Regions from separate parts of the Gossypium hirsutum genome. Here regions 2, 3 and 4 are each linked to region 1. A link is a contact called in public Hi-C data. All regions are on one chromosome and are shown on one strand. Each heading gives the region's core, a stretch centred on a gene start, on an enhancer-like site or on the middle of the called end of the contact. The rest is flanking DNA. Distances are from core to core; before and after follow the strand shown. Region 1 holds the start of LOC107911485. Region 2 holds the start of LOC107922452 (ribonucleoside-diphosphate reductase large subunit). Region 3 holds the start of LOC107910809. Region 4 holds the start of LOC107921000 (exosome complex component RRP4 homolog).

Region 1 (6,096 bases), core at 2,146-4,645:
CCATTTTTGTTAATGATGTAACTGGCCGCTTGAGAGGCAGAATTTTAAATTTGTTTACTGTACTATTTCCAAAACTTATCTTATCCAAAGACGATAGATTCTATTAAACCATGCAATTGTTCAGTAATTCCACTGCAAAATTAAATGGGTTTTAGCATGGGTTATTGTGACAATTCATCGATAAAATTACTTTCGTATTCAATAAGCAGGATTTATGAACTTTAAAGGATCTTTCCACTTCCTAGGCAAATTATTTTATTAGGATAGGACCAAGTTTAAATTGTTTTATTTGGAGGAGCCAATAATTCATTAAAGATCTATCCAATCTGCCTACATTGTAGGCTCATAAAACCTCATTTCCCGGTTTGTTATTGCCATTTAATTATCTCCCACAAAAAACCTCTATGAAGCATGTTTACATTGCATTACAAGTTGTAACATAAAACGAGTTAGTGTTCCTGAACAAACATAGGTTTAAGCCTTGAAATTAGTTTTAGTTTCTTCATTATTGGCATTGCTGTCGTTTTTATGTAACCAAAATTGTTAAATTTACGGTTCATACAACATCCCATAAAATGTGCATCTAGGGTCCGAGCATAGAAGAAGCCTATGATTTCAGTTAGGCCGTTGAAAGACTGAGGTTGCTGTTCGTTTTCGACGGACGATGATAAGTTGGTTTTTTAAAAATCCAGTGGACTTGACATGCATGTAGAGCTTGAATGTTATTTATTTACCAAGAAACCATTGGACCGGAATGTATCTAAAACATGAATGCCTTTTATCTTCCTTCTGCTTTACATTGTACCAAAAGATTGAGTTTACAGTTTTCATTAGTACCTGAAATTAAAATATAAACCTTGCCTTTGGCTTTTATCTAGGATGAAGTTCGAACATGGAAATTTGATGGGGCGGAAGGCTGGGAAATCTAACTGCAAAAAAGTTAAACGTGAGCTTTCTCTTTCTTTTTTCATTCATTTCCTCTTATTGTTTATTGAAACACAACTAAAAAGAAAAAAAGAAGCCTCCTTTATGCACTATTTTTAGCAGAACTAGCTCTCATATTTGACGCTCATTGTCCTTTTTGTTACATGGTGCAGGAAAGTTTAAAAGAGAGAGTTTCTCTGACGACTTTGATCATCCTGAGAGAATCTTTCAAGCTAAATTTGGGAACAAATGGTATACTTGGTCTTCTGGTGGAGATAAGTCTTTCAAGAATCCAGAATCTGGATTTGAGTGGAGAGGAAAATCAGGCTGGACAAATCAAAGAACGAAGGAGTGGGAAAATACTAGTGACTCTGAGTCTGAGTCTGAGGAGGAGAAGTCGTATGATGTAGGATCATGTTCTGATAGAGAAATCCTTGGTTTGCCTCAGAGCAGGCCCCATAAAGATTGAAGACGTTAAGAATGCGTAAGTACTCAACTTAATATTTGAGAGGCCTGTCATCTTGAAGATTGGACATTACATATTTGAGTTTTCCCTTGCTCCAATTCTTTTTATACGCATGTATTCTAAAGTTCATTAAAATTGCCATTCAGCTTTCGCTTATCAGCTTTGAAGTGGCATCCTGATAAGCATCAAGGTCCTTCACAGGTTAGTTAGAATTTGCAAAAATTTTGTTTTTGGCTGCTCATCTAATTTCAAACGAAATTTTGATGGATTTTAATTTCTGGTTTATCAAATTTGTTGTGTTTCTGTAGTGAAGCGGATCCCGTCATGGTTTCTTGTTATTTTTTTGTAGTGACGTAACATCTATACATTTATGGAGGAGATGGCTGAAGAGAAATTTAAGATGTGTGTAGAGGCGTACAAATCATTATGCCATGCTCTATCCTAAGCCTTAGGAGGTTACATTGCTCCAACCAAGTAAGTGGTCTCGGAGAATAATAGCTAAGAGGTATAATTGAATCTGTTCTATTTTATTCTGATTATCATAATCATAGTCAAATTGTCAAAAAATTTGTTCGGCCCAACAATTGACAATGGTCCATTATTTTGTGGCTAAAACTCCAAAAAAAGTAATTACATTCTGATTTAGTAATACTCTCCTTTATCTTGCTTTTTTTTTTGTTTTTTGGGTCTTGGTATGTTTCTTTCCCAATATTATTATATAGCTTTGAATTATACAAATCTACCCATGTAGTTTCTTGATTTAAGCTTCATTTGCCGCGTCATAATCCAGCTACCCGTGTATGACCAATCAATAGTATTTGCTTGGAACCTTCTTCCAAAATAGCAGATTGAAACCCCATATGATAAGCAAATTCCAGAGTCTTGGGTGCTGCCAGAGCTTCAGCTATATTCAGGACCAGGACATTAATTAATGGAGCAAACCTTCATGATCACGTACTATAACTCCAATGCCGCCAAAATTTCAATGAAATTTCCTCATTTTCTTGAAAACAAAACCAAAGTTTTTAAACTTTTCTTTCAAAAAAAAAAAACCATCAACTGGCACTAAATCAAACTCGACCTTTCCCATTCATTTTTCTAACAACCAAATAGAAAATAACACCCAAAAACGAAAAGGTATACTAACTACATTAAGATAGCAGCGACGCAAATCCCATTCAGTATTAACAAATAGTCCTGTTAGGGAAACATAGCCCACAATTTGATTTGAAATCCACACATCTAATGTAAGGCTGACCCTTCTTGGAATTTCGTTGATAAAATTGGTAAGGTTTTTCTTCTCTTTTAAGTACATAGCGACACAATCTTCTGGAATGGTGTTGAAACTTATCATATGGAACTGGGGTTGAAGAGTTCTCACAAAATCAATAAAATCGGGGTGTTCCACAATGTGGAGGGGATAGATACATTATGATCATCTTTACTATCTCGTAGTAGTAATTTTCTTGATTAAAACTAATGCTTACAATTCTCCAAGTTATTTATCTATTTTTTGTGATTCGTAAGTGATATTACTAGATTCAAGGTTAATATCTATAAATTTCTCTAACGAACTACAGGGCAGATACCCAAGGCAATGTCTTTTGAAGTGATTAGTGCCAACTAGATTTGAACCGATAATATAAACAAATATTTTTATGGGAATAAATTATATTAGAATCATCTTAAAAAGTATTATTTGTAGGCATTAATAAAATAGTGACATGGCATTAAATTTTAAAGATAACAAAGTATTATTATACACTTATCTATATCTAATATTTTTCTAACTTAATTTAACTTTAATTAAATTACTTAAAATATATAATTTTTTTATTTTACAAATTTTAATTTTTTGTTTTTTTCAAGTTAATATTTTTTATTTTTGCAACCAATTTAAAAAAATTAATAATTTTTGTACAATTTTTCATATCACATAATTTTAGTAATTATTTTAGTATGTCTCATAACACAATGTCGGTTTCTGAAAAATAGAAATGATTCTGTGCAATATGTGGGTTTGTTTGGGCTTGTAGTGTTTATTCAAAGCTCGCTGAGGCATTGGGTTTTCGCTATGCCCCCGATCTCCACTTAAAACCGTAGCTTGTCTCTCCTCAATCCTCACCGATCTCCACCATCTCAATATCTTTGGAATCGCAAAAACCCCCCATTTTATCAACTATGAAACTTAAACACGTCCATCTTAGAACCCTCCTTTCCTTTTCACCTTCGGCTCCTTCTCCATCTCTATATTCATTCTCAATCTTCATTTCTCATTTCTCCACTTCCCATAACCAGCCTTTACATTCCTATTCTTCGTCGTGGCGCCATGAGGAGGTTTCACGGCACGTAAAGGTTTCGGTTTGGTGGGATTTTGAGAACTGCAATCCTCCCGTAGGTTTCAATGTGTATAAGATTGCTCATATGATCACTTCCGCTGTCAGGGCCAATGGAATTAAGGGTCCTGTTCAGATAACTGCTTTTGGAGATATTTTGCAACTCTCTAGAACAAACCAGGAGGCGCTTTCTTCTACCGGGGTTAATCTTGCTCACGTTCCCCAGGGTATGCCATTTTGTTTCTTTAGTTGGCAAGTGGGGTTTTCTTTGTTTTATTATTATTATTATTTAGAATTTATTGATTGTTTGCACCCAAGATTTTAGTGCTATATTGGGCTTCCCCTGGAGTAATTTAGTGGTTTCTGGAAACTTTAGTTAATCAAAATATATTTGATTAAAAAAGGAGAAAATAAAATGAATTTAGCAACTGTTTAAATATAATTTTTATTGTTAGAGCATGGTGCCGGCAGGGAAGGTGTTGCTATCTTTTAGTGCCGGCGGTGAGCAGAGAATTTAGGGATGTCTGTTGATTCCTGAACAGACTATGACTGCTGAAGGGTTTTGCTTATGTGGAGTAGAGACACAAATTTTTACCACTTACTTTCTTTAATCTAATAACCCCTCTTCCTGATCAGCAAAAAGAACGCCTTGCACGATTCTAGAATCCTAGCATCTCAAGTGTGCTACATCTGTCTACATTTTTAAATCATGGTTTACCTTTGAAAGACACTTTTCTTTTTCTACTGAAAGACCTAGCTGGGAAGAGGTAGGGTGGAACACTGTTATGAAGTGTCATCATTGCACAAATGATTTTTGTGAGAGAACATGCATTTCAGGTCTTACCGGTTTTTTTTCCTTTCTTTCCTAATTTGTATTCTCTTCATGTTATTTTACCATGCAAACTCTCCATCAATGCAGGTGGAAAAAACAGTGCTGATAGATCACTTCTGGTTGATCTTTTGTATTGGGTTTCTCAAAATCCTCCTCCAGCCCATCTTTTTTTAATCTCTGGTGACAGGGACTTTGCCAGCATATTGCATAGATTACGGATGAGCAACTACAATATTCTGCTTGCTACATCAGATTCAGCTCCTAGTGTTCTTTGCGGTGCTGCCAGTATCATGTGGAATTGGAATGCACTGCTCAAAGGAGAGAACCTGACTGGAAAGCACTATAACCATCCTCCTGATGGTCCTTATGGTTCTTGGTATGGCCATTGCAAGGGGCCTCTCGATGATCCATTTTTAGTTGAACAACCAGCATGTACACAAACTGAAGAATTTTCTGAGAGTTGTTCAGATTCTGTGCCTCGAACAGTTCCAAAGGCAGTCATAAAGCATATACGACAGATTTTGAACTCATACCCAAATGGAATTTCTATAATGGACCTTCGTTCTGAGCTGAAGAAAAGTAATGTTAGCCTTGATAAAAATTTCTATGGGTATAAAAAGTTCTCCTGCTTTCTTTCGTCCATGCCACACATTTTGAGGCTTCAGTCGGAACGTGATGGTAATTATCTTATACATGGAATTTTCCCGAAAGCTGGTGAACCATCTAAGACTAGTCCTTGTTTATCCACCAGACCTGTCTGTAGAACTGGAGATGAGCTCACTGTTTCTTCTAGGTCGAGTGGTGATGGCAGGAGAGTAGATAGTGGTTTAAATGAAAAGTCCAGGTTGCATCATTTCCCTGAGGTTAATTCGGGAGTTGCTCCTGGAAAGATACAACAAACCCCTTCAGCAAATGGTAATCTTGTTAAAGTAAATGCAGAGAAGCCACAGGAGGAAGTCCAACAGCCCCTTCCAGTTGATCAGAAGACTACTGAAGCATCTAATGATCAGGTACCTGAGAGTCTTCATAATCATGTACTGGAACAAGATTCTGCATCTAAAGGTAGCTTCATAAGGAAGGTTTGGCAAAGATGGTTTGGTGGTAGTGATTACACACGTGCAGGAAAAGATCATGACAATCTTGCGGGAAAAGATTATCACCTTCCAGGAAAGCCTGGTGATTCTGCAGATATCACTGAGAAACAAAATAACAATCCTCTGAAAAAATTCATTGACGTCAGCTCTGATAGGGAAGGAATGAAGGTAGAATGTGAGGAGAAGTCACATGTAGTTCCATATTCATTAACCATTTCTTCATCAAGTAATGACTCGACTTTTGACACTAAAGCAACTGATGAAGCAAGTGAAAATCCCTCCGGGAAGAGGGCAGGTTTATTTAACTGGATTGCCAGCCGGTGTAAGTTTTGGAGAAGTAGCAAAGACTCTGAGGTATCAAGTGATCAATCCTATGAAAAGCTAAACCAAACAAACACGAACATTTTAAAGCATGAGGTTTTTAAACAGGGATCCTTCTGGGAA
Region 2 (6,096 bases), core at 1,348-3,847, 410 kb before region 1:
TTATGTGTTTAAATTTTATTTTACTCACAAATTAATATAATTTTTTTCATTTTAATATCATATTATTTAATGTGTTATTATTAATTAGTTTCAAACCATATGTTTTATAACTTATTGTATGTAATTTTTAGATAACTTTTATATTATAAATTTGTTGTTTCCACATACATACGCGTATGATAAAATTTCATAATATTGTTGATTGAGTTGGTGCCACAAGTCAACTCGACACTTACTAAGACTGATTACAACACTATGATAATCAATTGTACTACCTTTAGTATTCTTAATATTATGTATTTACATGTTTAAGTATCATTTTACTCACAATTTAAACTATTTTTTATTTTAATATCGTATATATTTCATGTGTTATTATTAATTAGTCTCAAACCATACATTTAATTATTTATTGTATGTTATTGTTAAACCGTCCTCTTTATTCTAAGCATGTAGTTTCCACATGCATACACGTATGATAGAATTTCTAATAATAATTTAAGTCATTTGTTCCAATCGTTATAAATTATAATAAGTTAGATTAGTTAAATATAAATAATAGTTTAAAATAACCAAATATTCACCTTTAATAATTATAATTTTTTTAAAATTTAAAATTGAATTGAATATATAAATAATATAAAAATATAATGACTTATTTGGCCTTTCAATATTAAAAAAAACCATTTTAGTTATTCATTTAAATTTTCGCCCCTTTTAGTATTTAAACTTGCGTCATTTGTTAAATCATGCCAAAATGGATGAAAATATTAATGTCGGTTAACTTTGCTAATGTGACATATTAATAATTAATTATTTTTTAAAATCTAATTTGACATATCGGTAATTAATTTCTAACTTGGCATACACGTGAATGCCACGTTAGTAAAGTCAATGTATGTTAACTTTTTCATTCATTTTGGGGTGATTAAACAAATAATGCAAGTTTAAGAATTAAAAAAAGGTGAAAATTTAAATGAGACTAAAATGATTTTTTTATAAAGTTGGAGGTTGTAATAAATCATTATGCCTAATTAGGGACAGATCCAGGATTTTACTTCAAGGGAGACGAAATTTCTAAAGCCGAACAACTTTTTTTTAACGTAAAAAAATGTCACTTCTTCTCGGATACTTTTTTTCTCCTTATCAAAAAAATCAATTTATTTTTTTAAAGCATGAATGATGTAACTGAAAAAATTAAAAGAAAAAAGCACACTATATAAAATTAAATATTTCTTTCCGATATGCAAAAAAAAAAAACTAATACTATACTAAAAAATTCATAAATATTTATAATTCTAAAAATTAAATTAAAAAATATTTGATATCTCATTCAAGAGCTTGAGAAGATTCGATATTTGATTTTTTTTCCACTAATAACAAAAGGTCAAGGAACTGGTTGATCATGATTACTTTTTGATACCCTTTTCTTGAGAAAGGATTTGATCTTTTTGTTGACCGTAATTTAATCGAAAAACTTCAAGACTGTAATATAATATTAAACAATAACATGTTAGGAAAAAAGAAAAAAATTAAGTAAAATAAATAAAGAATATAATTCATGCAAAAATATTTATTGAGAGGTCTTTTACATAAGGAGTCAAGAAGAAGATAAATTGTATTTTTTTACTCTATACTCTCAGTCTCGGTATCAAACTCCTGTCTTTTTCTCTTATCAGTGTTGACACCTTATCAGAGGAAGATAATTCATTAACAAGATATACAAATCAAAAAACAAGAAAGTCACCAACCTAATATATATGGGTATGGGTCAAATAAATTAATTTTGAAATTTGGCTTTAAAGTCGATATTAGACCTCTAAGTTTAGTATTTTAAGGGCCATCATACATTACTATTTAATTTTTATTATTAAAATTATATAATTAAAAATTAAAAAAATATTTTATTAATATAAAGTATGAATACAAATTAACCAAAGGGGCGAAGACTATACTATGTACATGATAATTTATATATAAAATCTAAAAATTTGAAGAAGGGCGAATATAAATGAAACCGAATTAAAATCAAATCACAAACCAAATGAAAATGATGTGGTGTAAAGTGTAAACTAGAGGTGTCCATGGGTCGGGCCAGGTTCGGGCCGGGCCCAGAAAAAATTTTGGCCCGCCTCCTAAGCCCGGGCTCAGCCCGGCTCGAAATATGGGCCTAGAATTTTGTCTAGGCCCATCTCGGGAATAAAATCCTAAGCCCGAGCCCGGCCCAGCCCACCCATTTTTTAATAAACACCAAAAAATAATTTTAAAAATAAAAAAATAAAAAAATAAAAAAAAAGTATTTTAAAAATATTTTAAATTAAAAAATAAAAATAAAAAAATATATTTTTATTAAATTCAGGCCGGGCCGGATCGGGCTCGGGTGAAAAAAGTGGTGTCTAAGGCCCGGTCCATTTTTTAAACGGGCCTCGTTTTTTTGCTCAAACCCATATTTAGAGCGGGCCATCAGGCCGGGCCGGGTCACCGGCCCATGGACACCTCTACTGTAAACTCAAATCGGGTCAAAAACCTTTGAAAAAATCGGGTAAAAAACCCGCCCAATATAAAAAAGCGCGCCCCTCGCTAATCCAAAGTCCATGAAACCAAATTATTATTTGTCATTACTCTCTCTCCATAAAGAAAGCAGCCTGCCTAATCAAACCAACGAACCACCAATCCCTTTCCCTTTCAATCTTCCTTCGCACTCTAAGATTTAAAAATTTGAAAAACAATTAAAACGTGGACCCCACTCGCCAGCTATTTCTCCCTTACCCCTTCGCATTTACCCGCCACCCCCGCGACAACAACAACACACACTCGCACTCTCAAGGAAAAATTAAGGAGAGAACGAAAGAAAAAAGGAAAATAAAGAACAAAAAAAAAGGGCAATTCGACGCTCCAATCCTAATCCAATTTTGGCGGGAAACTTTCAAAAATTTTCTCATTACGAGGGAAAGTGAATCCCTAATTTTAAAAACCTTAGTAGGTTTCTCTCATTATATATGTTCTTCTTCGGGCTTATACTTTGCGTTCAAGCCGGAAACCTGTTCGACGAAATTCCTTAAGAGTGAGTGCCCATCAAGTACAAAACAAAACCAAATTTCAAGAAAATATGTATGTGGTTAAGAGAGACGGGAGGCAAGAGGCGGTCCATTTTGACAAGATTACCGCGAGGTTGAAGAAGCTCAGCTATGGTCTTAGCATTGACCACTGCGATCCGGTGCTCGTCGCTCAGAAGGTTTGCGCTGGTGTTTACAAAGGGGTTACTACTAGCCAGCTTGATGAATTGGCTGCTGAAACTGCCGCTGCTATGACCGCTAACCACCCCGATTATGCTTCCGTAAGGGTTCTATTTCTTTTTTAATTTAATTTTCAAAACATGGGTAGTTTTTGCTGATTAAAACGTATGATTGCAGTTGGCAGCCAGGATTGTTGTTTCGAATTTGCATAAAAATACTAAGAAGTCATTCTCCGAGACGTAAGTGCTTTCAACCTAAAGTTGTTAGTGCTTTTTTTTTCTTGTTGGGAAGGATGCAATTGATGTTTTGAGAATGCGTGGTTTGTAAATGTAGGATCAAGATCATGTACAATCATTTCAATGAGAGATCTGGACTGAAGGCTCCTTTGATTGCTGATGATGTTTATGAGATCATCATGGAGGTATTCTGATAATCTTTTAATTTTATTCTTTTATACGCTCAAATTTTGGTGGTTGTTGTTGATCATGTTGAATTATTTTATTTTAAAACATGTAATCATTAGAGCTGACCTATGGTTTAGTTTCCAATTTTTAATTAACGTCAAAATTGTGTCGTGCTTATAGAAGGTAGCAACATATTTGTGAAAGACAGTGTGTTTGAATTTCTTTTTGGTTGTTTGGTTTGTTCTTTGATTTTCTTTTTCTTGCTTTAATTTGCAAATTTTTGTAATGGGTTTTATACGTATTAATGAATTCTGTATAATTGTTTTGGTTTCAGAATGCTGCTCGGTTGGATAGTGAGATCATATATGATCGTGACTTTGACTACGATTACTTTGGCTTCAAAACCCTGGAGAGGTCTTATCTCTTGAAAGTTCAAGGGAAGGTTATAGAAAGGCCTCAGCACATGTTAATGAGGGTTGCTGTTGGAATTCATAAGGATGACATTGATTCTGCTATAAAAACTTATCACATGATGTCTCAAAGATGGTTCACTCATGCTTCTCCCACTCTTTTCAATGCTGGGACTCCAAGGCCTCAAGTATGTATTGCATACAAACAAGACATTAAGTTCCTATACTTAAATGCCATTGTTTACTAACTATTTTGCTTACATGCGTAATTTTTGGATTATGTTCTGTCAGTTGAGCAGTTGCTTCTTGGTGTGCATGAAAGATGATAGTATTGAAGGAATTTATGAAACTTTGAAGGAGTGTGCTGTTATCAGCAAATCAGCTGGAGGAATTGGTGTTTCTGTTCACAATATTCGAGCCACAGGTAGTTATATTCGTGGAACAAATGGTACATCTAATGGAATTGTCCCAATGCTGCGGGTGTTCAATGATACTGCTCGATATGTTGATCAAGGAGGAGGGAAAAGAAAAGGTATGGTCAATTCTGTATGATGTTATGACAATGTTTGGTTTTTTCTTTTACTAAAAAATGATGTGGACTTGTTTAGGTGCTTTTGCTGTGTATTTGGAGCCATGGCATGCTGACATTTTTGAGTTTTTGGATCTGAGGAAGAACCATGGAAAGGTATTTTTATATAGCTTGAATTTATTTGCAGGGGCTATAATGATTTGTTTTTAAGTTCTAAATATCATTATGTTACTTGGTTGTAATGATGTATAGTAATAAATTGCATCCAACAATGCCTTTGTTTCTGTAGGAAGAGCACCGGGCTCGTGATCTATTCTATGCTCTTTGGGTGCCTGATCTTTTTATGCAAAGGGTTCAAAGTAATGGCCAATGGTCATTGTTCTGTCCTAATGAGGCTCCAGGCCTGGCAGATTGTTGGGGTGAAGAATTTGAAAAGCTGTATATTCATTATGAAAAAGAGGTTAATACTGTTCTACCTATTGTTATTATTTTTCCAACCAAAATTAGGTACCAAAAGTTCTTTTGTTAATATCTAGGGCAAGGCAAAGAAGGTTGTCCAAGCACAGAACCTGTGGTTTGAGATCCTGAAATCACAGATTGAAACTGGGACCCCTTACATGCTATTTAAGGTGATTTGTCCAAACAAGCCTTATGTTTTTGTTGTGCATTTATGTTCTAAGATGAGTATCATGATCTCAACCCTTTGTTTCCCCTCACTTTATTTCAGGATACCTGCAATAGAAAAAGTAACCAGCAAAATCTTGGCACCATTAAATCTTCAAATTTGTGTACTGAGATAATTGAGTACACAAGTCCAATGGAAACAGCTGTGTGCAATCTGGCGTCTATTGCACTACCTAGATATGTGAGGGAAAAGGTAAGTGATACATAGTGCTAATGTTGCCCACAGTTGTTCCCCTGGGTCTGCTTATTTATACAGTTAGCCTTATTACATTTTTGATCTTCAGGGTGTTCCATTGGAGTCTCATCCATCTAAGCTCGTTGGGAGTAGAGGATCTCAGAATAGATTTTTTGACTTTGATAAGCTGGCAGAGGTTTGATTCTTTGCCTTGCAGTTGTACTCATCCATCTGTTACTAGATGGATTCTAATCTATCTAGCACGTCTTTGTGATGGAATGGGTGTATTAGTATTGCTGTTTGGTTTTTATATTATCATGATTGAGATTTCTTTTTCTTGTGATGTGTCAGGTTACTGAAATTGTAACCAGAAATCTTAACAAAATTATTGATGTTAATTACTACCCCGTTGAAACTGCCAAAAGATCAAATTTGCGTCATAGGCCAATTGGTATTGGAGTGCAGGGTCTTGCAGACACATTCATCTTACTTGGCATGGCCTTTGATTCACCCGAGGTATATTTGGTCACAAATAGATTGATCTGGTATGTTTTTTAACCTGAATTAATTTTATCTGATATTTTACTGGTTTTGGATTTTAGGCTCAACAGCTGAACAAGGACATTTTTGAGACCATATACTATCATGCTCTGAAAGC
Region 3 (6,096 bases), core at 1,694-4,193, 380 kb after region 1:
GTTTTTGAATAAACTGAAAAATTATTTCTTGAAATCGAGAACTTTGCTTCTGAATATCTCTGATGACTGCTCCGATAATCGACTTATCCATACCTGTTGCTTGACATTTCTTTATGACCGTTTTCGAATCTCCCTTGATTGTAACTGATCGGAGACCCATTGCTAAGCCTAACTTTACTACTTGTAGGCATACATATGCTTCTGCGAGAAACGGAGATGAAATATTGGAGTGGAGGGTTGTTTTCAAGGCTTTTAACTCTCCCCTCCAGTCTCGAACAATAACTCCCGACGCCGATCTATACCTGTTAGAATCAAAGGCTGCATCAAAGTGAATCGTGTCCTGTGTTCTCGCTTCCCAATGTCTCTGAACTTCATCAGTCTTCAAGGTACGTTTTTCCATTCCCACTGTTTCAATCTCAGCTAAATAAACCTTTATTCTGTGAGCAAGGTCCCTTCCTGATACAATCTTCCTCTCATGCACCATTTGATTTCGTGAGTTCCATATTACCCATAAGGCGCAACAAAACACCTTACACTACTCATTGGTTCCTTTTTCGAAGACCCAAGTAAGCCATGTTCTAGTATTCTGATCTCTGTATTGTGTTACCCAAGTTATACTAATGTTTTGCCAAACTTCATTGCTTTTAGGACACTGCAAAAATACGTGGAGAGTGTTTTCTTCCCCGGAACCACATCGAGAACATCTCACGTTTGTGGTTAAACGTTTGCAACGTAGATTGACTAGTGTAGGAATGTAGTTCCAGGAAATCCTCCAGATCAAGAGTAGAATTTTTTATGGAAGTTGTAATTGCCATAATTTTCTGTAGAAATCTTTGAAATCGGTCTGTACTAAATTATTAGGATCCAGATTAGCATCTTGTAATAGTTTGTAAGCACTCCTTACTGAGAATTCTCCAGACGGTTCACCTTTCCAAACGAGCAAATCTTCACTATCTATAGTTGCAAGTGGGATCTGTAATATTCTTTGTGCAATGTCCAGTTGAAAGGTATGAGTAACAACCTCCACTTTCCACATCTTATGTATTCCATCAATAAGATCTGATACATTTTCCAGCTCTCCATTTTGATGACTATACTGCCATATACTAGGTTCGATCCCCGGGATCCACCGATCATTCCAAATAGAAATGTTGTTTCCTTTCCCAACTCTCCAACACAGGCCTTGAGTGAGAAGTCCCTTTGCAGCCCAGATACTCTTCCAGGTAAGGGAAGGTAAATTCCCCAACTCTGCACTTAGAAAATTTGAATTTGGATAATACTTTGCTTTAAGAACCTTGGCTAAAAGCGAATTCGGATAATTGAAAAGACGCCACCCCTGTTTAGCAAGCAATGCAATATTGAATTGACTGAGATTACGAAAGCCTAAACCTCCATTCTCTTTTAAACTACATAAATTTTTCCACGAGCTCCAATGAATTCCCCCTTTTCCCTGACCTTTTTTCCACCAAAATCTCTCAATGATTGCTTCCATTTCGTCACATAAGGATTTCGAAAGTAAGAAACAGGCCATTGAGTAAGTTGGAATAGCTTGCAAAGCAGCTTTGATAAACACTTCTTTTCCACCCTGCGATAAAAATCTCGTACTCCAATTGTCAGTTCGCTGTTTTATTTTGTCCTTCAATACTTGAAAGGAAACTTTCTTCTGTCGTCCCACCATGGTTGGCAGACCAAGGTAACGTTCAGACTCATTTGAGCTTCGGACTCTAAGCAAAATAACAATCCGTCTTCTTTCCTCCTCAATAGTATTTTTGCTGAAAAAGATGGTTGATTTCTCAAAGTTCACACATTGCCCCGAGCACCTTCTATATTCACTTAATATTGCCTTGAATGAAGTAGCCCCTCTACATGTTGCCTCCCCAAAAAGGATACAATCGTCTGCAAATAATAAGTGCGATATCTGTGGACCTCGTCTACTTACTTTGACACCCTTTAAAAATCCTTCCTCTACTGCTGTTCTCATGAGACTGGAAAGTCCTCCACATATAAGGAAAATAAATGGGCTGAAAGGGTCCCCTTGTCGTAGTCCTCTTTCTGGATAGAATTTCATTCCAACGGTGCCATTGATCACAACCTTATATGAGACAGTAGTCAAACATTTCATAATATTGTCAATCCAACTTTGAGCGAATCCCATTCGAGACATTAACTTTTTGATAAAAATCCATTCCACCCTATCATAGGCCTTGCTCATATCTAGTTTTACTGCCATGTAACCCTTTTTCCCCACTCTTCTTTGCTTTAAAGAATGCAGTATCTCATAAGCAAGCAAAACATTATCAGGGATTAATCTTCCTGGGACAAAAGCGCTTTGAGCCTTATCAATGCATTTATCAATCACCCCTCTAAATCTGTTCGCTATAGTTTTTGCAGTAACTTTGTAAACAACATTGCATAAACTGATAGGCCTAAACTGACATATTTGTGGGATTATTAATTTTTGGAATGAGCACAATATGAGTTGAATTAATAACACTGACCTCCATATCACCGTTTAAGAGTAGAAGACAAAATGAAATTGTATCCTCGCCAATAAAATGCCAGCACTTATAAAAAAAAAAGATGGCTGGGAGTCCATCTTCACCTGGCGCCTTAGTAGGTCCCATTTCAAAAAGAGCCTAACGAATTTCCTCCCTTGTATAATGTGCGGTGAGCCTTTTATTATCCTCGTCACTAATGCAACGATTAATACCCGAGAGTAGGTAATCACAACTTCCTTGATTCTCTGAGGAAAATAGATTCTGAAAGTAACATAGCAATTCCTTACATTTCATGTAGATTTTACGTGGCCCTACCATGTCCGGACTGCAAACTCTTGATCATGTTTTTCTTTCGCCTCTGAGTTGCTTGGCTATGGAGAAAGGCAGTGTTTTTATCCCTAATTTGAGCCAATTCAGTTGGCCCTTTGCTCCCAATATCTTTCATCTTTCTCTATCTACATGTTAAGCTGGATCTTCGTATCAATTATTTCTGCCATATTGCTAGCATCCCTTTCAGCTTCAAGCAATTCAGATGATTTTACTGTTAAATAATTCTTTTTCCCTTTTATGTTCTTTAAAATTTTTCCTGCCCAATCTTCCAACCCCATCTTTATGAAATCCAGTTTCTGTAGGAAGTTACCGGTTGACATCTTCCATAAATGTTCAGCAGTGTCGACAAATGAATCCTCCGAAAACCACCAGTTTTCGACTCTGAAACTTTTTTCATTCCTCTGTCTGATTTCCTTCTTTGTATCAATAAGGAGAGGACAATGATCAGAAAAAGAATGCACCAAATGCTGAACTTTTATATCAGAGAACAACGAAATCCACTTCTTATTTGCTACCCCTCTGTCCAAGCGTTCTCGTATATTTGTCTCTGGTAGATTGCCTCGTTCCCATGTAAACCATCTATCCACATATCCAACATCATTCAGTTAACATAATTTCAATGATTTCCAGAACTGTTCCATCATTCTCTCGTCTCGGGGTGTACCTCCTTAAAACCATACATGATTTCATTAAAATCTCTACATACTAACCATGGATTATTCTCTCCATTATAAAGGTTTTTCAAAATAGCCCATGAATCTTCTTTATCTATGCACGGAGTTCTATAAAATCCTGTATATTGCCACATAACCTCCCTTTCATTATCATGCACTATCACATCAATATGTCTTTTGGAGAAGCTTTATAGAGTGATATTGACCTCATACCTCCAAGCCAAACAAAGCCCTCCTTTAGTTCCCTCTAGATCCACCTCTATACCATTCACAAAACCACATCTTTGCCTAACTTTCTCCATTTGAATTCTGCCAATTTTCGTCTCCATAAAGAAGACAATCTGGGGGTCGTACGTCTTCAGCGAGTGCCGAAGTCTTTTAAATGTCCGTGAACTCCCCAATCCACGGACATTTCAACTTAGGATTTTCATAATTCCCTGTCAGCTTGCCACTTGGCAGTCGCCGATATCAATTGGATAAGATCCCTCGATCTCCTACCTCTTACCTGGGAGGTAATCCCCTCGTTCAGTAGTGAATCATCATTCTCCATTCTGGCTCTTTTTTTTACCTTCTTCTCCCACTAAAGCCTTATCCTCTAAATCATGTTCCATCGCATACTGGCCATAGTCAATCAATGAGTTAACCTGCTTATCTTCTTCGCACAAAGAGTCACCTTCCACATTAAAACCCAGAATTGGATCAACTGCCTTCCCATAACTCTTACTGCGTTCCATTCTCCGTAGTCCCCTTGCACAACCCCTATTTTCTTCCAGAATTCCATCTACAGCCCCCTCCCCCTCTTTTCGTAGCCAAACACTATTCATGGACAGAGCTCTTCGGGACTGTGCTCTTATTGATAAATCCCACCTCATATCTGCGATTTCTACTCCCATCAACATTTTTGCCTCACAAAAAGAATCATTGTGACCCAATTTTCCACAAAAGAAACAAAAAAGTGTCAGTATTTCATATTTAAACCGGACATATGACTTTCTCCCCCTGTATTCGAGTAGCTTCTTTCTTTTCAAAGGACGTCTGATATCAACTTGGACCCTGATCCTCATAAAATTCCAGTTTTCCTTCCCTAAATTAGTCCTATCATATTCCAAGTAATTTCCCAGAAAATTCCTCAGATTAGCTGCTAGATTTTCAGAAAACAAACCAATTGGAACATCATGAATCTGAACCCAAAAAGGGGTTAATACTAAAGGGACCTTCATGGGATCATCCTCCCATTTTAAATTATAAAGAATTAATAGATGATTGTTGAATGTCCATGGGGAGCCTTTCAATACCCTTTCAAGATCCATATAATGAAAAAATTAGAACAAAAACCTTTTTTCCCCAGATCTCGAATACGAACTCAACGAATAGGATGCCACAGATTCGCCATGGTACTTTTCATAGCAGGAAAATGAATGATACTTGCTGTAAGAAAACACCTCACCAGTTGAAGAAACTCTTCTGTTCTTTCCGTTCCAGGATTTTCTTGGATTTGGATAACATCATCCTCCTCTTCATTAATTGTTAATTGGGCTAAATCATTCTCCATATTTTTCCAGAAACAGAGGCGCAGGGATTAAGGAAAGAAGACAAAACAAGAAGATCAAAGAAAACAAGAAAACCTAAAAGCGTGCCAGAGACGGCAGACACAAACGTGCTAGGGTAGCAGACCTCCCTACTTACCTTTAATTAATATTTCTTTAGACTCATTGTTTAAGTCTAAATTTTTAATATCTCCTAAATTATGTATTTTTTCTTTTACAGAACTGACTTTATTATATAACTTAGAAAAATAAAAAGAAGTCATATCAACAAGACTATTTATACCCGAGATGAAATGTTATTTTCATTTTTAGAGTCTATATGCGTAATATGATTACAAGTTTTATCTTGAAATTGACACTCGATTTGTTTCATAATATTTGTTTCTGGTACCTAAGACCGTCTATTATCTTTATCGTCTTTACACAACGCCTAACGTCCTCCCTGAACTCAGCGGCAACAAGAAGACAGAATAACAAATATATATTGGTTTTGAAACAAATAACTGTAAAACAAAATGAAAATGTATGTTAACTATTTGAGCAAAAAAAATGGTGGCCTTGGCACTACCCCAAACCCATAACTTGTGTTCTCTAAATTCAGTTTACCGAAAGTTGAAGAAAACAACAAAAATAAATAAATGATAAGACTAGGTGAAGCTTTTATTTAACATACTCCTGAACTTTCCAATACATGAGCAACTTTTCACAATCGTGCATTGGCAATTTCCATAATACAAAAACAACACCAAAACTATGTTACACGATGAAAGTTTCAGCTGAGTATGTTAACTCAAATGTAGAACCTATATATATATATGTATATTATTTTAAGAATATTATACAATGTACAATAGTGCATTGAAAATTGATTTAGTCACAATCCTCCTTTAGGATTTAATCATAACTACTCATATGCACATCATCTCAGATATCTTAGTTTTCTTAAAATTAGCTGCTTGAAAAAATGTTGGCAGCATAAATTAAGGCTACTTATGTTTAAAATTGACCACCATGCATGTAGGAACTTATACACTAAGGCAAGGAAGG
Region 4 (6,096 bases), core at 1,436-3,935, 330 kb before region 1:
CTATTTATCAATTACCAAAATTAATTGAGTAAAACTACAATGAAATAAAAGTTCTTAATCTTATTTTCGTGCAATAAAACATCAACGATTTACTTTTATTTTTAGTAAAGTTCAAAACTCAATCTTATTAGAGAATTATGCTTAATAAATAAAGCATATGAAAACCCAATAACATTCTATTAAAAATAATAATGATTTCTTAACAGGAAGAATTTTGCATTAAGGTACAACATTCTCCATTCCATTGCAACAAATTAGCAATCTTTTCTTGGAAGAGAACTCACAAACGATTTATAGATGAATGTCGGATCATCTTTTCCGCTTTGTAGTCAAAATTCTTCGTTCAGCCTCCATTTCTGCAACCAGAACATGAAACTCGGAACCAAGCATGTCATGTATGTCAATCTTAAGTGAGCTACTCAACTCAACTGTCTCCATGATCAAATTTAAATCTACATTGAAACCTAAACTCGTCAATACTCGGATAGCATTTCCAATTCTGCATATGTTTTGCCTCATCTCTAGCGGGGTATAAGCTTGGTTTATTCCTTCAACAACTGTAGATTGTTCAGTACTTTTAGCTTGATCGATTACCATACTGTCTCTAGCTTCAACATGTTCGCCAATCCATATATATCCGTTACGTCCAAGTATCAAGCCAATTCCAAACTGTTCAAGGTGATGGAAATGCTGTTTGCTTTTCTTCACCAGGTAAGGATCAATTATGAGCAACTGGCCTTTCTCAAGCTGTGTACATGTCGATTCAATCAGCAATAGCATTATTAAGATCGACAAACTATGCCAAATCAGAAGGGATATACAAATTCTTTCGAGATAGATACCTTTCCATACTTTCGGCTTCTTGCTTGGAGTTGTAAGCTGCCATCATGCTGGAAATTACGAACCTCAGCCTGAAGAAAAAAGAATGTCATTTCCAACACAAGTGTTCATCGTTTTCTTCTATTTGTCATATAGCATGTTCATGTTCATATAAAAATACTACAAAAGAGAACACAAACAAGTGCGTCACTGGACTTACACAGACAATATCATTCTCTTCAAATATACTTCGCATGTTGAGTTCATCCAAAGCAGTTCGCCGTCGCTAATAATACAAAGTGAAATTTAAATTAGGAAAATTTATAAGGGAGCAAAAGCAAAGTTGTATGTTACTTAGGGATGAGTATCGGACTTAAATGTCCAACATGGGTATATTCAATTTTCTAAATTTTCCATCTATTAGGAGGATCATATCCACATATCAATGACCAAATATATGTCAAAAACAGGTTCTTCAAGAAAAATGAGTCAGTATAACATAGGGAAAAAACATAAATATTTTCCCCATATGGCATCAAAACGCAGCTAGCATAAATATGAGGCAGTTTTGAAGCAAGACAAACAAGGAATGAGGAACTTATAAATGTTGCTCATATAAAATTCAATGGATAGCTTCAAGGGATACTATGCAGTATCAGACCAATGGTGGAAGTTCAACTAAAAAGACTTTGCTAGTCTAACAATATACAAGGAGAACTGCACTCTCACATCAAGCATCCAACCTCAATCGAATTTCATTATAAATTCTACATAATTTCTGCAAGGAATATACAAGTTACCTGAATACCATCAGGCATGTTCATTGAAGAAAGCATTAAAACCGCATCTTGGCTAAAATTAATTTCTAATCTCCACCGCTTTTGAGCAACCTGAATATGAATAAATGAAAATGCAAAGTCCCTTATGTGTTCCAGAAAAGAAGAATAATTATTTTTGGTACAAAGGGAAATACTGGGTCAATGCCACATTTGAAGGTAAGTGTTATTCAGCCACTTTAGGCCTTACCTCGACTACACGTCCCACTACGACATCCCCAACCTCTGGCTTGTACCTAAAAGATTTAATAATTCGAAAATAATTAAATTCCAAAACAACAAAAGAAGAGTAATAGGATTGAAGAGAGATTTTTGTTTGAGAATACCTAGCGCGTAAGGAGCGTACGTAGACCAGTTTGTTGACGCGCTCCACAACGCCGCACACAGTTGCCACCAATTCGCCGTTGAGGTCCGTTGTTCCATGTCCCCTTCAGAAAAAAAAAAGTGAAGAACATAAAACAAGTGTTTAGCCATGCTATATAATTAATTTAATTGTAGTTTTTGGGGAGCACTTGAGAAAAGCGTCTTCGTAGTTGACAGGAATAGTATCGGCGACGGTAACGGAAGCGTCGGAATTGGCCATAGCAGATAGAGACTGAAGCTTTTCGAATGCCCTTTGAAGTCTTACCCTTTGGGTTTGGCTCAACGGTAACTTCAATCCTCTCATTTTATCTTTGTTATCGGCTACTCGGCATAAGCTTGATTTCGGGGTACTCAAACTCTTCCTGCAAAACAAAAAAAGTGGAGAGAAGAAGGAGAAGAAGAAACCCTAAACCCTAATGCCTCGATTGAATTTCCCCCCATTCTTTGATTACTAATTGGGCTGTTAACGGGCTATTTAATTGGGCCACCCGGTTGATTTGTTCGTACTTTTGTAAGATTTCTGTAATTTTGTTTCCGTGACCAAAGTACCCAAAAAAAATATCTCGCAGCTCAAGCTTAAAGAAGAGACAGAGAGAAATGCATAAGAAACAGGGGAAAAGTTACGTGGGTTGAAGAAGTTAGATTTTCTGCACAATGATATTTCTTTTGCCTAAATATCTTATAACTAAGAAAAACCTAATTTAAATAAATTTGTTCAGAAGCGAAGGCTTAACTCAATTGTTAGAAGTCAAAAGCTGTTTTTATTATTTAAAATATATTAAAACATTTTAGAAGGCTATTTTTTATAATTAATGTAAACATTTTTTTTGATTAAATAGTTATTCATATCTAATCAAATTAATCTAAATTTAAAATACTTGTAATAATTGAGAAATTTAAATTAAACAAATAATTCAACTCTAGAAAATTTAATATAAAGTTGTTACCCCAATCCAAAAAATATGTATTAGAGCGAACATAATCGATATTAACTCAATTACAACTTCAATGTTACACTTGGCGCTTTAAGATAAACATTACTATCCAATAAACACCTAAATAAAAGAATAGGGTAACACCACAAAGTTCATGGTCACAATCTTGCCAAATAAGGATACCCTAACGAGTAAGCACATGGTTTTAGAACATGATATTAACGACTACGAATATCTCAACCAATCAATACGACCACACACTCTTATGCAAGAAAGCAACTCATGAGTAACAAAAGGAATGGCCGCAAGTTTTGATAAAAAAGGAAGATCTAGCAATTATTAAGGAATATCTTTCACTATCATTATTCTCTAATATATTTCAAACCCTTTATCTCTTTTAAATACCTGCTGATTTAAACATCAGATAGCATTTAAGAACATAAGCTTCGATTCTCCCCTAGTTTTCTTTGTGCTTGTAACTTGTTACTAGCCATCTCAAGTCAATTTTCCCTTCTCATAAAGATGACACATTAACATATCTAAATAGTATAGTTCACAATTATACTCCAATATTAGTTTACTTATGTCATAAATTATCTTTTTATGGTGAAAGTGAAAATTCATAAATTAATCCCTATGCTTTTTAATCTTATCCAATTTAGACTAAATGTGATCTTCATCCTACCAATATACATTTCATGTCATTTTTATTCCAAATAATCATTATTAACTAACATTTTCTCAAATTAGTAAAATTATATTTTAGTGTTCATACTTTTTAAAATTTATGATTGATCATTTTATCACATTTTCACATTCACAACTCTTCATTGATTTCCATCACCAATATCAAATTAATTCCTTATGATCTCTTTTTCTAACTCATTTTTATATTTTCTCAAAGTTCACTAAACATGATCTCAGAACAATACCAGATGTTGTATAGAAAATTTGGGGGCGTTACAGTAATAGTATATAATAGGGAGATCAATTATAATACTTTAGTGGAATGACTATGTGACAAAATAACTTTATAATTAATAGACAAAGAGCCAAAACTTAATTACAATTTATTTAAGTCATAATTATATATGTCCAATCGGTTCATCTATTAACTCAACACAACTTTTTGACAGATTAAGTTTAATATGAACACTTGCATGGGACCGTACACATTGAACAAGTAGAATTAGTTCACTAGATTTACTCATTGAAATAATAAGTTTTTTTTTTGTTTAACGATTAGATTGATCTGGGATTAATTTAGTTACTTTGGATATTTATTTAATTAGATCAAATGATGGATTCGAAGTGGATTTAAATTAAGTGATTATAATATTTAATTGCTTGAAATAAAATTAAGTAAATAAAATTGTGTATGCATTTTAATACAATAAAAACGTGGTGAGTTCAACGAGATTAAAATAGGGTTTGCGTACTATATTTAATTAGATAATTAATTTTAATTTTTTACTTGAAATTAATTAACAATCCAAAATATATGTAAGCCTTAATATTAAAAGGTGACAAACACATGTATGGAGAAACCTTGCCACCCAAGCAAGCAAGGAGGTGGCATTAAGAGTACTTATTGGGCTTGATTTGCCGTCCATAAGATTTATTATGCCTTGAAGACTCTTTATTTATTGACAATTCTAAATAATTAGACTTCTAATTAGCTCTCTCTAAATATCTTATATTGATTGAAGAGATAATATTGATGGTTGATCAAAATAGATCATTTTATGAGAATTAGAATATCTAGTTGTCAATCCACATACTCAGTTTGCTCAAAATTATTTTTTTTCTTTACAGAGTTCTGAGTGAGCATTATACAACTTTCTCTTAAACGAATCAAAAATCTCTTCACAAATGTATCTATGATGGAAATTATGCTACCATAATATAGGAAAAATAATAATAATGCAATGTTGAGAAGGGAGAATTGAATAACTCAGTGATGGATATTTATAAAACTAAATTGGATTTGCACTGTCTATAAACAAATATGGACTCTGATAAAACAATCAGTGCTAGTCTATGCTGCTGTTTCTTTCTTTCTTTCTTTCTTTCAAAATTCTTTAGCTATCCATGCCCTCAAGATTTCTAGGCAAAGATAAAGTTACCCATTTAAGGTATTTTTCATCCCAAAGGAACTCAGCTAGCCTTAGAAGAGATTTGGTAAAGGCCTGCTGCTGCTTGTTGAGGTTGCTCTTAAGCATCTTCAGCTTCACGGCGTTGGGATATCTTGAGAAGGTCGCCACCGATTTCTCGGTCGTCTTCTACTTTTTCTCTTCGGTTTCCATCTAAATTACCTATGTAACCTTCTGAATTCATGCCCCGGGTAAACCCTCTTTCATTTTCTTGTACATAAGCGTGAAAATTGTTTCTTGAAGGCTTTATCTTGGAGCAGAATACTTCTCGAAAGTTGTTCAAGCAGCCACGGTCATATACTTGAGGCCTTTCTACTCCTCGGTAACGAAATGTCTCATATGTGGTCTAAAGAAATAAATACAGTATAAGAAACTCTTGATAACAGAAAGAGATGTATAGTAAGTAGCTCACATCTATGTTATATCAACTCTTTATTTTTCTTATTATATTCTTATTTGATACTTATGTTGAATATTTTAGACACAGGTATAAAATATGGTCCTTTAAATATATGAGAAAATTCGAATTAGACATATATCCATATTTGACATTCACTCCCAAGTTAAGTCTAAATAACATAAAAGTCAACATACTCTCATCTCCCTCCCCCTCCCCCTCCCCCATCCCCTCACTTTTTTATTGTCCGTTCTCCTTGTTGAAACTGTTTTGGCATCATGCCAAACCTACATTCTCCAAATACATCAAAGCTATCATTATTCACATATCCCATCCCATCTTACATCCATTACTTTTAGCACCTGAACATTCTTCCATAAATAATTCACAACCTGCACTTCAGGTTTCAGCTTTTGAAAGAGAGAAGAACGAAAATAGAGAAAGTAAATAGTAGAAAGATCCTAGTCCATTTTGTGTATGTTCCCATTCCCAAGGTCTATATTTTTCTTCAAAAGAAATTTGTAGTTTGGCTTTCTAGACATGCTTGGCTGGTATCATATACAAATAACAGGAAGCTAAAAGCAGCATATCAG

What was found. Hi-C and Micro-C count contacts between places; a contact is called where the count stands out from the background.
Region 2: a Hi-C map of leaf shows a contact between it and region 1, with 1.7 times the contacts expected there. The contact joins the promoter of LOC107922452 here to the promoter of LOC107911485 in region 1. A contact is called at or near these places in 3 of 34 Hi-C or Micro-C datasets (callus and leaf).
Region 3: a contact with region 1 is called in a Hi-C map of leaf, with 1.9 times the contacts expected there. The contact joins the promoter of LOC107910809 here to the promoter of LOC107911485 in region 1. A contact is called at or near these places in 6 of 34 Hi-C or Micro-C datasets (hypocotyl and leaf).
Region 4: a Hi-C map of leaf shows a contact between it and region 1, with 2.7 times the contacts expected there. The contact joins the promoter of LOC107921000 here to the promoter of LOC107911485 in region 1. A contact is called at or near these places in 16 of 34 Hi-C or Micro-C datasets (anther, callus, hypocotyl and 3 more).

What each region holds. Positions count from the first base shown.
Region 1 is chrD11:39,590,437-39,596,532 of Gossypium_hirsutum_v2.1, reverse strand. LOC107911485 reads left to right here and starts at 3,395. Exons shown (of 3, transcript XM_041104506.1): 1 at 3,395-3,953; 2 at 4,646-6,096. The coding sequence starts at 3,572. It also overlaps the pseudogene LOC107911484.
Region 2 is chrD11:39,999,542-40,005,637 of Gossypium_hirsutum_v2.1, reverse strand. It overlaps LOC107922452 (ribonucleoside-diphosphate reductase large subunit), which reads left to right and starts at 2,597. Exons shown (of 17, transcript XM_016852499.2): 1 at 2,597-3,337; 2 at 3,414-3,475; 3 at 3,570-3,657; 4 at 3,975-4,238; 5 at 4,342-4,582; 6 at 4,659-4,735; 7 at 4,869-5,039; 8 at 5,116-5,208; 9 at 5,307-5,456; 10 at 5,548-5,634; 11 at 5,790-5,954; 12 at 6,041-6,096. The coding sequence starts at 3,110.
Region 3 is chrD11:39,212,867-39,218,962 of Gossypium_hirsutum_v2.1, reverse strand. It overlaps LOC107910809, which reads right to left and starts at 2,943. Exons shown (of 2, transcript XM_016838745.1): 1 at 2,814-2,943; 2 at 794-2,376. The coding sequence starts at 2,943. The coding sequence ends at 794. It overlaps LOC107911491 (transcription factor TGA1), which reads right to left. Exons shown (of 9, transcript XM_041104496.1): 9 at 5,685-6,096. The coding sequence ends at 6,082.
Region 4 is chrD11:39,919,842-39,925,937 of Gossypium_hirsutum_v2.1, reverse strand. It overlaps LOC107921000 (exosome complex component RRP4 homolog), which reads right to left and starts at 2,685. Exons shown (of 7, transcript XM_016850845.2): 1 at 2,168-2,685; 2 at 1,982-2,083; 3 at 1,846-1,891; 4 at 1,620-1,709; 5 at 1,040-1,105; 6 at 843-911; 7 at 161-747. The coding sequence starts at 2,322. The coding sequence ends at 310. LOC107921326 (protein S-acyltransferase 8) reads right to left here. Exons shown (of 5, transcript XM_041104516.1): 5 at 4,899-5,452. The coding sequence ends at 5,168.